Regions from separate parts of the Mus musculus genome. Here all the other regions are linked to region 1. The links are chromatin contacts, called in public Hi-C and HiChIP or PLAC-seq maps. All regions are on one chromosome and are shown on one strand. Each heading gives the region's core, a stretch centred on a gene start, on an enhancer-like site or on the middle of the called end of the contact. The rest is flanking DNA. Distances are from core to core; before and after follow the strand shown.

Region 1 (3,442 bases), core at 899-3,398:
GCAGATTCGGGAACCACTGGTCTAGGATCACTTAAGTCTCTCCACATAATTAGAAGAGGGAGAAATAACATGTCAGGATAAAACATGCATCTAATCACGTTAGAGAGCCCTGTTCATTCCCCAGCCTTGGCCCTTTCTGTTCCTTTTGGTCCTCGGTCATTGTAAATCAGTTCAAAAAGTGATTTCAAAATAGGAAAGGACCACGCGGTGGAGAGGCAGCCCTTCACATTTAATCTTGCTCTGGCGCCAGCTAGGATTTTAATTTTGAAGCATGGTAAGAAGGCAGAGGTGGCCTTTGGCCCACTGAGAAGCAGAATAACCTTATACGCAGACAGACGGACTGGGGGTGGGGCGGGGATACAGGGTGTGTGTGTGTGTGTGTGTTTGTGTGTGTGTGTGTGTGTGTGTGTGAGAGAGAGAGAGAGAGAGAGAGAGAGAGAGAGGGAGAGAGAGACAGAGAGACAGAGAGAGTCAGAGAGACAGAGAGAGAGAGATTTCCATCATAAAGAGCCTAAAATAAAGATTTCTCTCAAGGCTGGTGGGAGGGGCAGACATCTCCCATTTCTTCTTAAAGCGAATGTGAGCAAAGCGAGTCCAAAGACAGAACTTAAGCTGAGCTCTCTTTAAAAAGATGTAAAGGAAAAAAAAAAACCGAAAAGGCGAAGAAATGCGTCTTTATTACAATTTACTCAGGGAAAAACAAATGTCACTTTCCAAGGTTCCTATATCTCTGAGAACGTCAAGAGCTAAACCGAGAGAGGAAGGAGCTAGGTGGGTTGTTTGGGAATTTTAAGCTACTATGAAATAAATCTGAGCGACTACCGGGTTAGCTGACCCGGATCACTGGGATCGCCGCGGCCGGTTTGCTCTGCCCCCTAGCGGACATATGTGGTGCCGCAGCTCAGGGTTCCCGTTGTGGAAAAGCTTCAGACAGCGCCGCGCGCTGACTCGGTCAGCTCACAGCCTGGCTGGCGCTCTCCCCTTGCCTTCCTAAGGCATCCAGCCACCAGCAAAGCCGCAGGCTAGGTAGGAGTTTGCAAAGACGCCGAGATCTCTACCCCTGGTGGCACGGAGGGTGGCGCCAGCAGCTTTCCCAATCTGGGCGGAGAATCCATGCATCTCTGAGGCCATCCACTGTGGTGCAACTTCCCCGGTGGCAAGGCAACTTTGGGCTAACCTGCAGTCTCGCTTCAAGTGGCTGGGTCCTGCGCACTGTGGCGACAGGATGCCTAGGACCTACCTGTAGGACCCTCAGGTTCGGAGGGAAGGATCTGGCGCGTTTCACGTCTCTGGTTCCGGGAGGTGCTCAGGGTGTACCGAGAGAGACTGAAAAGTGACAGCTTGGACGAAGGTGCAAAGCCCCTGACTGTCGGGGCTCCTGGGCTGGGGATTCTGTGAAAGGCGTCCTCTGGGGTCTTTGGCATAGCAGCCTTGCGTTGCGCGGGGGTGGGGGTGGGGGTGGGGGTGGGTGGGAGGTAAGGAGGGGGCACTATGCTCGCAGGCGGGAGTCCCTCCGGAAGCAAGCGGCGTTGGGAAGTTGTGGGAGCTGGGGCTGAGTCTTGGAAGCAGGAGGTGAAGAAGGATGGGCTTTTGGGGGGACCCCAGGAAGATGTACCCGTAGTAAAGCTTTTTACTACGGGGGCTGGCTTCGGGGATCCCTTAGGGCGTGGCTGTGCTGTGTCCTGACAGGAGAGGTGTAGGTTTGGGGGTTCTCTGTGGGGAGAGGCTGCTGGGGGTGTGTGTCCTTGTTCTTGGGCAGAGTGGTTAATCGCAAGCTTCCTCTCTGCAGGCAGAGCGGCTGACTCTTTCCTGGGACCTAAGCGCAGGGGCATCTGCAGAAGCTCAAAGGAGGTACCTCAAACTAGGATTCCTACGGTCACCACCGAGAAGTCACCACCACTGCGCAGCTCCAAGGCTGGGCTGGTGCACTGAGACTCAGGTAACTTCAAATTCCCAGGGAGGGGACACACACGCCCCACTCGCGGGTCCTAAGTGAAGCGCAACGGTCTTGTCACGGTTCTCCTGGTTTGTTTCAGGGAGAGGACAGGCAGGTCAGTGCCAGAGTGCTCCCATAGACACCTGGACTGAGCGCCGGGCCCCGCCCCACGTGCCACACTTTAAAGAGCCTCAAGGCCGGGTGCTCCCTCAGGGTCGCGGTCGCGGTCGCGGTTGGTCATGGAGGGCACGCCCGCAGCCAACTGGAGTATCGAGTTGGACCTCGGGAGTGGAGTGCCACCAGGGGCGGAGGGTAACCTCACGGCCGGGCCGCCACGACGCAACGAGGCCCTGGCGCGCGTGGAGGTGGCGGTCCTGTGTCTCATACTGTTCCTGGCTCTGAGTGGCAACGCGTGCGTGCTGCTGGCGCTGCGTACGACGCGCCACAAGCACTCGCGCCTCTTCTTTTTCATGAAGCACCTGAGCATCGCCGACCTGGTGGTGGCCGTGTTCCAGGTTCTCCCGCAGCTGCTGTGGGACATCACCTTCCGCTTCTACGGGCCCGACCTGCTGTGTCGTCTGGTCAAATACTTGCAGGTGGTGGGCATGTTCGCCTCCACCTACCTGCTGTTGCTGATGTCGCTCGACCGCTGCCTGGCCATCTGCCAGCCGCTGCGCTCACTGCGCCGCCGAACCGACCGCCTGGCGGTGCTGGCGACGTGGCTCGGCTGCCTGGTGGCCAGCGTGCCGCAGGTGCACATTTTCTCGCTGCGCGAAGTGGCGGACGGCGTCTTCGATTGCTGGGCGGTCTTCATCCAGCCCTGGGGACCCAAGGCCTACGTCACGTGGATCACGCTCGCCGTCTACATTGTACCGGTCATCGTGCTGGCCGCCTGCTATGGTCTCATCAGCTTCAAGATCTGGCAGAATCTGCGACTCAAGACGGCAGCCGCGGCGGCAGCTGCCGAGGGGAGTGACGCAGCCGGTGGAGCTGGCCGTGCGGCGTTGGCACGGGTCAGTAGTGTCAAGCTTATCTCCAAGGCCAAAATCCGCACAGTGAAGATGACCTTCATCATTGTTCTGGCCTTCATCGTGTGCTGGACGCCTTTCTTCTTCGTGCAGATGTGGAGCGTCTGGGACGTCAATGCGCCCAAAGAAGGTAGTGAGGGTGGAGAGGAAGAGGGTGGCAGGGCCAGGCCCTACTTCCACTATCTCTGGACTCCCAGGGTTCTAGGGTCTTTCTGGTTCCACATCATCATCAGTCTCTGGTGGCACTCCACTCCCGAGGTCCATCAGTCTCTGGACTTTGAGGAGGTCACTTCTCTGTGTCTCCAGGACTACAGCATAGAAATACCCACGAGAGTGCAAACTCTTGCCAGAAGGCAGGCAAGAACTCCAGTGCAGGCCTGGGGCAACTTTCAGTGTGAAAATTCTTATTGAGGAGGGGGAAACTGAGGCAGGCGACTGTCTTTCCTACAGAGAGACAGAATGGAAGTGGGTTTTCATC
Region 2 (3,346 bases), core at 772-3,271, 130 kb before region 1:
TTGACCTTACCTTGGGTGAGTGTTACTGTCTTGCCCCTGGAAGGTATTGAGACACTGGAGATTGTATGTGGCTTTCTGAGGTAGCCACTGAAGGCTTATAGCATTGTTCTGCTTGTTGGGTCTAAGACCCTGGCCTCATACTTGGGTTTACTGTTGCAAATTCATCTCATCCTGCTCCTAGACTTTTAGTTAAACACTCTGTGAGACAAATAGTGTACTAACACCAATTTCTGTCAGCTGGTCAAAGTGACTGACGAACCTCAGTTTTCCAGAAGACCACGCTGGTACAGAAACTGGGTAGCTATTGATGGGAGACATATGTCTGTAGGAGTCTTGCTTTTCTGTTTGTGCTGACTGCTCCTGGTGAGCATGTGTCTAGGCCATTGTGTGATAAGTAGCATTGGAAGACTTCCTGCCGAGAAACGGGAGAAGACAAAGTATGGCATTAAAAAGTTTCCCAACACAATGCTTGCCTGTTCTGGTGTTGCCTTGTGGGAACCAGGCTTGGAGCAGCTCAGATGTCTCAGATGCTCTCTGCCTGTGCTAAAACACAAACCACTTTCTGCAGAAGCCTAGCCTATCGCCCTCTCTGGTGTTGGTGAAGCTGTCGGGCCAACTAATCGTTTGCCCTTGGTTCTCTTAGGGCTTTCCTAATTCTTGACGTATTCTTGATGCCTTCAGATCTATGAGAACCAACAGCAGTGTTTCCATGCCGTACTTTCTGTTCCTGGTCCCCTTGTGGTGTATTTACTCCTACGCATGTTAAATGGCTGCAGATTGGCAGCCGGTGATCGTGCTTGTTTGATGTAGGAAGCTTCCTTAATATTTCTTATGTTATTTCTTAATTGTATTAGCCACCAGTCCTCCTAGCTTTTGTCTGTGATGTCTCTTCTCAGCTTTCATCTTTAAAAGCTGTTTTTGCTGGGAGCGGCTTCTAGGTTGACAGTTTTTCTTCTGGCACTTTCAAGCCACCACTGCGTCACCTCAAGGCCTGTCTGGTTTGTGATGCGAAGCCTACTGGAAATCTTATTTATCCCTCTATGGAATGTCCTTTAGCTCTGTCTGCCTTCAAAGATTTTCAGCACTTTGAATATGTATCTAGGTGTTTACTGTTTGTTATTTGTTAATGGGGGCAGGGCTAACTAACTAGCTTTAGTCTATTTGATGTCTTTAATTGATTTTTAGAAAACTCAGTATTGTAATTAATTTTATAGTCATTTCTTCTTCAGGGATTCTAGTCATGTACACACACATGCAATTTTTTTCTGTTTTAGTTTGGACTTAAATTTTTTTTTTTTTTTTTTTTTTTACTTATATGTATGTATGTGTGTAAGAGAGGGTGTTTGTGTCATGTGTGCGCAGGTTGCGGGTGAAGAGAACATTGAATCCCCTGGAACTGGAGTTAAAGGTGGTTAAGAGCTCCCTTCTGTGTTCAGGAGCAAGCGCTCTTAACCACTGAGCCATCTCTTCAGCCCCCAGTTTGATGTTTTTTGCTGACATATCTTTTAAATTTACTGTATCATTCATCAGTTTCATACTTTATACGTAATTGTCCTTTAAAGAAGCATTTCTTCTCTGATGCTTTAGAACTTTTCAGTGTTTCCATTTGATTTGTTCATATCATTTCCATGTCTGTGGGAGTTCTCTGGATGTTCCTTTTCTTTTGTGTTAGAGCCCTCAGTGTATATCACTGGTCATAGTTATGTTTGAGGTCATGTGGTCTGGTGGGCCCAGTATTTGGGCTGCCTCTGCATCAGTTGCTTTGTGCATGACAGTAGGGTCTCTTTCTTGATTGTTCTTTGTCTTCATTTTTAGCCTAAGACTGAACATCCTGTGTAGGATGCCTGAGATCGAGCTAAATAATGTTTGTGCCTAGAAAAGAGCCTACTTCTGTCTAACCAGTAATGTGGGGAGTTGAGCCAGGCGATCTGGGAGTTGGCCTGGTTGGGTTTTAGTGGTTGCTCTGACTGCCTTCGCCAAAGAATCCGTGAGATCATCAGCTCTTGTTTTTCCATCAGAAGCTCAGAGACTTTTGTCTGAGTTCCAGGGACCAGTGCATTCCTATTCTTCACAGAAGAGAAGCATCCTGGGAGGGAGACATGCTTTCTGCCTCCCTCCTGGCTGTCTCAATAGGCACTCCTATTTCTGGCCTGTTTTAGGCTTCCTCTTGAGTACCCAGCAGAAGAGTAAGGCTTATTTATAAGTGCGTGTGGACTCACATGTTTGTCTTGTACTTAAGAAGCCAAACCAGCCTGGCCTACATTGTTTTCAGGTGAGCCAGAGCTACATAATAAGACTCTATCTCAACAAAACAAACAATAGCAGCAACAAAGTTAATGGTAAAAGAAAAAAAAATATGTGCTTAATATATTAAAGCCCAGGATTCCTTCCATTCCCAACATCAGAATAAACGATGAAAGAAAAAACTCCTGAGAAGTTTAGCTTAGTGCACAGTATCACAGCATCCCTCTTGCTCCCTTCCTCCCTCTTCTCTCTCTCTCTCTCTCTCTCTCTCTCTCTCTCTCTCTCTCTCTCTCTCTCTCTGTCTCTGTCTCTGTCATTATCTGATGTTCTGCCCAAAGTGAGGGAATTTGTGTGGCCCATCTATCTGTAAAGGGGGACTTGGGTTTTGTTTGGTGTGTGTGTGTGTGTGAGTCAGAGAGACAGACAGGATTTCTCACTGGCCTAGAACTCAATAAATAAGTTAGGCCTGCTTTCAGTGAGCCTCAGCCCAAGGCTCTATCCACCTATCCACCTCCCAGTCCTGGGATTACAAGTACTTGGCTTTTTAATGTAGGTTTGTCCTAGTGAAGGTTTCTGTTAACTGTGAAGAGACACCATGACCATGGCTACTCATATAAAGGAAGGTGTTTAATTGGGGCGGGCTTACAGTTTCAGAGATTTAGTCTGTTATCATGGCAGGAAGCATGGCAGCATGCAGGCAGACATGGTGCTGGAGAAGTAGCTGAGAGTTCTACATCTGAACCTGCAGGCAACAGGAAGAGGGCCAACACTGGGCCTGCCTGGGGCTTTTGAAACCTCAAAGCTCACCCCTCTCCCCACCCCACATACACACCCAATGATACACTTCTTCCTACAAGGCCACACCTCTTAATCCTTCTCAAGTACTGCTACTACCTGATGACTAAGCATTCAATTCTGGGAGCCTCTGGGGGCCATTCTTATTCAGACCACCACCGAGGTCTAGGGAAGGAACTCAAGATTTCCATGACTTAGTTATCTCCCCAGCTCTGTTATTTTGAGACCAAGTCTGGATATAGTATTTGTACCTTCTTCCAGGATAGCCTAGAACTCACAATGGAGGCCAGGATGTAGTCAAAACCAC
Region 3 (3,687 bases), core at 1,025-3,524, 180 kb before region 1:
TTCCCTTGGAAGATCACCCCCACTCCTTGGTCTCTTGCTAGCTATCTAACCTTTGTTGTTTGGATTGAAATATGTATATCTAAACTTAAAAGCTGACATTTGCATATAAGAGAAAACATTCAATATTGGATCTAGGTTTCCTCACTCATGATGATTGCTTCTAGCTCCATCTGTTTACCTGCAAATGTCATTATTTCACTTATCTTAACAGCTGAAAACTCCATTTATTGGTTGGTAGATATCTAGGCTGTCTGGAAATATGGTTATTATGACTAGAGTGCTAATAAACATGGATGAACAAGTGTCTCTGTAGTAGCATGTTGAGTCTTTTGGATATATATTCAAGACAGAGAGAGCGAGTCTTGTAAACTGGTTTTCATCTTTTTGAGGCGTCTTGACACTGATTTCCATAGTGAGTCTACCTGTGTGCACTCCCACCAGCAGTGAAAAGTGTTCTTCTTCCCTGCGTTCTCACCATTTGTTTGATTGATTTTGGCCATTCTGACTGGGGCGAGATGAAATGTCAAAGTAGTTTTAATTTTCTTGGTGGCTTAGGATATTGAAGATATTAAAAATGCTGAGGTTTTTGAAGATTTTAAAAATGTTTTTTAGCCATTTGTGTTTCATTTTTGGAAGATGGTTTAATTCTGTACCCCATTTTAAAATTGTGTTTTCTTGATGTTCAGGTTTTTTTTAGTTCTTTATATATTATAGATTCTAACCCTCTATCAGATTTCATATTCTGAAGATGACCACTTTGCTCGAATGATGGTGTCTTGTTATACTAAAGCTTTTAACTTCATAACAAATGAAGTCCCATTTGTTAATTGTTGGTCTTAGTGCCTATGTTGTTGATGTCCAGATCAGAAATTGCTCTCCTGTGCATATGAGTTCAAGCTCATTCCCTACTTTCTGATCTATAAGATCCCTATATCTTGTCTTACAATGAGGCTCTTGATACATTTGGAATTGAGTTTTGTGCAGGGTGATGGATGTGGATCTGTTTTTATTCTACCCGCAGCTATCCAGTTTGACCAGCATTATTTGTTGGAGATGCTCTCTTTCCTCCAGTGTGCATTTTTAGTTTCTTAATAAAAAATTAGGTGTTTATAGGTATGTGGAATTGTCCCAAGGTCTTCGGTTCTGTTCTATTGATCAATACATCTCTTTATGTCAATGCCATGTGTTTTAAATTACTGATGCTCTCTATAATACAGTTTGAAATCTGGACTGGTGATACTTCCAGCAGTTCTTTTATTGTTCAGGATTGTTTTGGCTATCTTGGATTTTGTTTCTAATGTAATATTCTTAATATAGAAACATACTTTAACTGATAAAATGGACTTCAAGAATTAGAAAAGAGATTCATGTGAGCTTCAGAGCAGAAAGAAGAAATGACATGGACACCTGAAAAATCAGACTGCCTAAGAAATTTGTCTTCTTGTTTTCTTGTATTTTTTGTTTCTAGGAAACATAAACAACGGGTCTCTTTGTGGTGCTTTCATACATTTACATCATTGAACTTTGCCCATGTTCCCCCATCACCCCATCCTTTGTAGATGGCTGTTTTCCTCTACCAAAATTCCCCATTAGTATTTTACTTGAAGAGCCTTACCTGCACAGAAAGGTAGACAAAATGGTACTACCCATTACTGTCAAAGATTTATTACCTGATGCAATCTCCCGCCACCTTTTTATCTCCTGTGTTTTGATTTTTGGCATTTTCATTTTTATTTTTTTCTCAACTATTTGAAGTTGGATACATATGCTTTACAAATTTTATTGGGATGTTTCTATTTATGGGAAGAAACAAAACTTTAAATCTCTTCACAAATGAGTCTCAACTTGGCTTAAAATACATAACTATGCCAAGCTACTTATTATAACATGAACATTTGTTAAGTTATATAAACAACGAGGGCTGTGTAGATGGCTAAGCAGGTAAGGTCACTTGGTGTATAAGCATGAGAACTTGAGTTCAAATCTCAGCACTCATGTGAAAAATCTCGCATGGCTATCTACATGCCTGTAACTCCAGTGCTGTGGGGGGTGGGGGGGACGACAGAAGGATTCCTGAGGCTTTCTGCTCACCAGCTGAGCTTCAGGTTTAGTGAGAGACCCTCTCTCAAGAAAATAAGGCAGAGAGTGGACAGCAGAACACTCGGTGTTCTCAGGTCTTCTCATGTGCACAAGCGTGCACATCATACCTACATGCATGTAATACCACACACACACTCAGGCACATATCCTAACTTATATAAACAATCTCTCAGATTTCACCGTAATATTGTTAAAGTAGAAAACAGTATTTAACCACGGTGGGATTTCCTTCCTGGATGCCACTGGTTTTGAGTCAAAGGTTGCCCCCTTCCTTTTTTTAATTAGAATCCGTTGATGAGAAAGAAGTGCTGAGTAAGAGTGTACTGTTGATCATACGGTCTGAGGCAGGGGACAAACATGCGGGTTACACACAAAGGCAATGGCTTCCTCTGTTTGAAAAAAACACAGTTGAGATTTTTGAAACTTGTGCATTGATTTCTGTTTTTGTCATTTTGGATGGATGGAATTCTGAATATTCTTCTTTTTTGTAGGTCATGGTTTTTACAAAGAACCAAACAGAGAAGGAAATTGAGGAAGTTCACAGTGAATATCGTAAGTTGTGAAACATGTGTTTATTGTAAGGAACTTAAGTTGCTATTTTACATCTTTAGTAATTAAAAAAATGGTGGTTTTTATTGTTCAGATAATCTTGTTAGTGCTGCTTCAGAGACTGCGTTTTAGTGGGGTGTCTATGTGGTGCCTGCCTTTTAAGATCTGTGACTAACGTTCAGCTTTGAGCTCATCATCACCAAGAACTTGGCAAGTACGAGTTAGTTCTCAGAAAGCACTATGTGAGAAGATGGTGCAGGCAGGCATAGAAGCATGTGGACTGCACCGTGTCCCGGCCTGCAGAGACAGCTCTTCTGTACGGAGGGACAGCACTTCTGTGCCCCAGGCCTGCAGGGACAGCTCTTCCATGGCTAAAAGATTTGTGTCAAAAATGGGTTTCCTTCTCTCGTTAGCATCTTCGCATGCGTTATCATTCCCTCTCCCTGAAGTGGGCTGTCTGTGTGAATCTTTGCCAGGTGACTGACACCTTACTGCTTTTGTTAACTGGGTAGTTGTTATTTCTTTACTTAGTTGATGGTTTCATTTTTTATTTCTTAGGTTTTTTTCCTGAGACTGAGACAGAGTCTATTTGTATGGCCCTGGCTGTTCCTGAACTTGCTACATAGACCTGGCTGGCTTAGAACAGAGATCTGCCTGCCTCTTTAATTTTAATTTAATTTAATTTTTGCAGTGTTACGGATTGAATTTAAGGTCTTGCATGTAGTAGGCTAGCATTCCTGGAAGAGTTACATCTCTAACCTCAAATTTAATGAGGACTGAAATTGCTTATTGCTCTGGGTCCTGGCTAATTCTCTTTCTCGTTTTTCCAACCTTCTTCTCTCTCCCTCCCATTCCCCCTCTCTCTTTCTCTGTCTATTTTCGTTTATTGAGAATGGGTCCAGTGTTACTTGGCAGGTCAGTAATGTAGCCAAAACAAAACAAGACAAAAAAAACCAGAAACAAAGCAAACCATAAAATTTTCTCCCTCTCCAAAATGTAAAAATAAATGTACAAGTCTACTCTATAGATGGAGTAACA

What was found. Hi-C and Micro-C count contacts between places; a contact is called where the count stands out from the background. HiChIP or PLAC-seq counts read pairs in DNA pulled down with a chosen protein or histone mark.
Region 2: a Hi-C map of uterus shows a contact between it and region 1, with 6 times the contacts expected there. The contact joins the enhancer-like site here to the promoter of Oxtr in region 1. A contact is called at or near these places in 5 of 39 promoter capture datasets (3T3-L1-derived adipocytes, the HPC-7 cell line, cranial neural crest and 2 more), 18 of 484 Hi-C or Micro-C datasets (the HL-1 cell line, the N1E-115 cell line, bone marrow-derived macrophages and 9 more), 6 of 115 datasets of contacts at active chromatin or transcription factors (astrocytes, bone marrow-derived macrophages, embryonic stem cells and 2 more) and 2 of 9 other capture datasets (liver and pancreatic islet).
Region 3: an H3K4me3 HiChIP or PLAC-seq map of bone marrow-derived macrophages shows a contact between it and region 1, with 4 times the contacts expected there. The contact joins the enhancer-like site here to the promoter of Oxtr in region 1. A contact is called at or near these places in 6 of 39 promoter capture datasets (the HPC-7 cell line, HPC-7-derived erythroid cells, cranial neural crest and 4 more), 9 of 484 Hi-C or Micro-C datasets (bone marrow-derived macrophages, cerebral cortex, cortical neurons and 4 more), 2 of 115 datasets of contacts at active chromatin or transcription factors (bone marrow-derived macrophages and stem cell-derived neural progenitor cells) and 2 of 9 other capture datasets (adipose tissue and macrophages).

Annotation. Positions count from the first base shown.
Region 1 is chr6:112,488,531-112,491,972 of GRCm38.p6, reverse strand. It overlaps Oxtr (oxytocin receptor), which reads left to right and starts at 2,148. Exons shown (of 2, transcript NM_001081147.2): 1 at 2,148-3,094. The coding sequence starts at 2,176.
Region 2 is chr6:112,621,231-112,624,576 of GRCm38.p6, reverse strand. All of the region lies in intron 11 of Rad18 (RAD18 E3 ubiquitin protein ligase), which reads left to right. Among named protein-coding and RNA genes, the nearest start is that of Gm23002, 30 kb to the right of the region's middle. Within about 2 kb of position 2,021, at least 14 of the 459 cell types and tissues checked have an H3K27ac peak or open chromatin away from gene starts, as enhancers often do. A contact at or near this core is called in astrocytes and uterus, where this site is marked.
Region 3 is chr6:112,664,243-112,667,929 of GRCm38.p6, reverse strand. Rad18 (RAD18 E3 ubiquitin protein ligase) reads left to right here. Exons shown (of 12, transcript NM_021385.2): 9 at 2,592-2,652. Among named protein-coding and RNA genes, the nearest start is that of Gm35824, 31 kb to the left of the region's middle. Within about 2 kb of position 2,274, at least 7 of the 459 cell types and tissues checked have an H3K27ac peak or open chromatin away from gene starts, as enhancers often do. A contact at or near this core is called in bone marrow-derived macrophages, where this site is marked.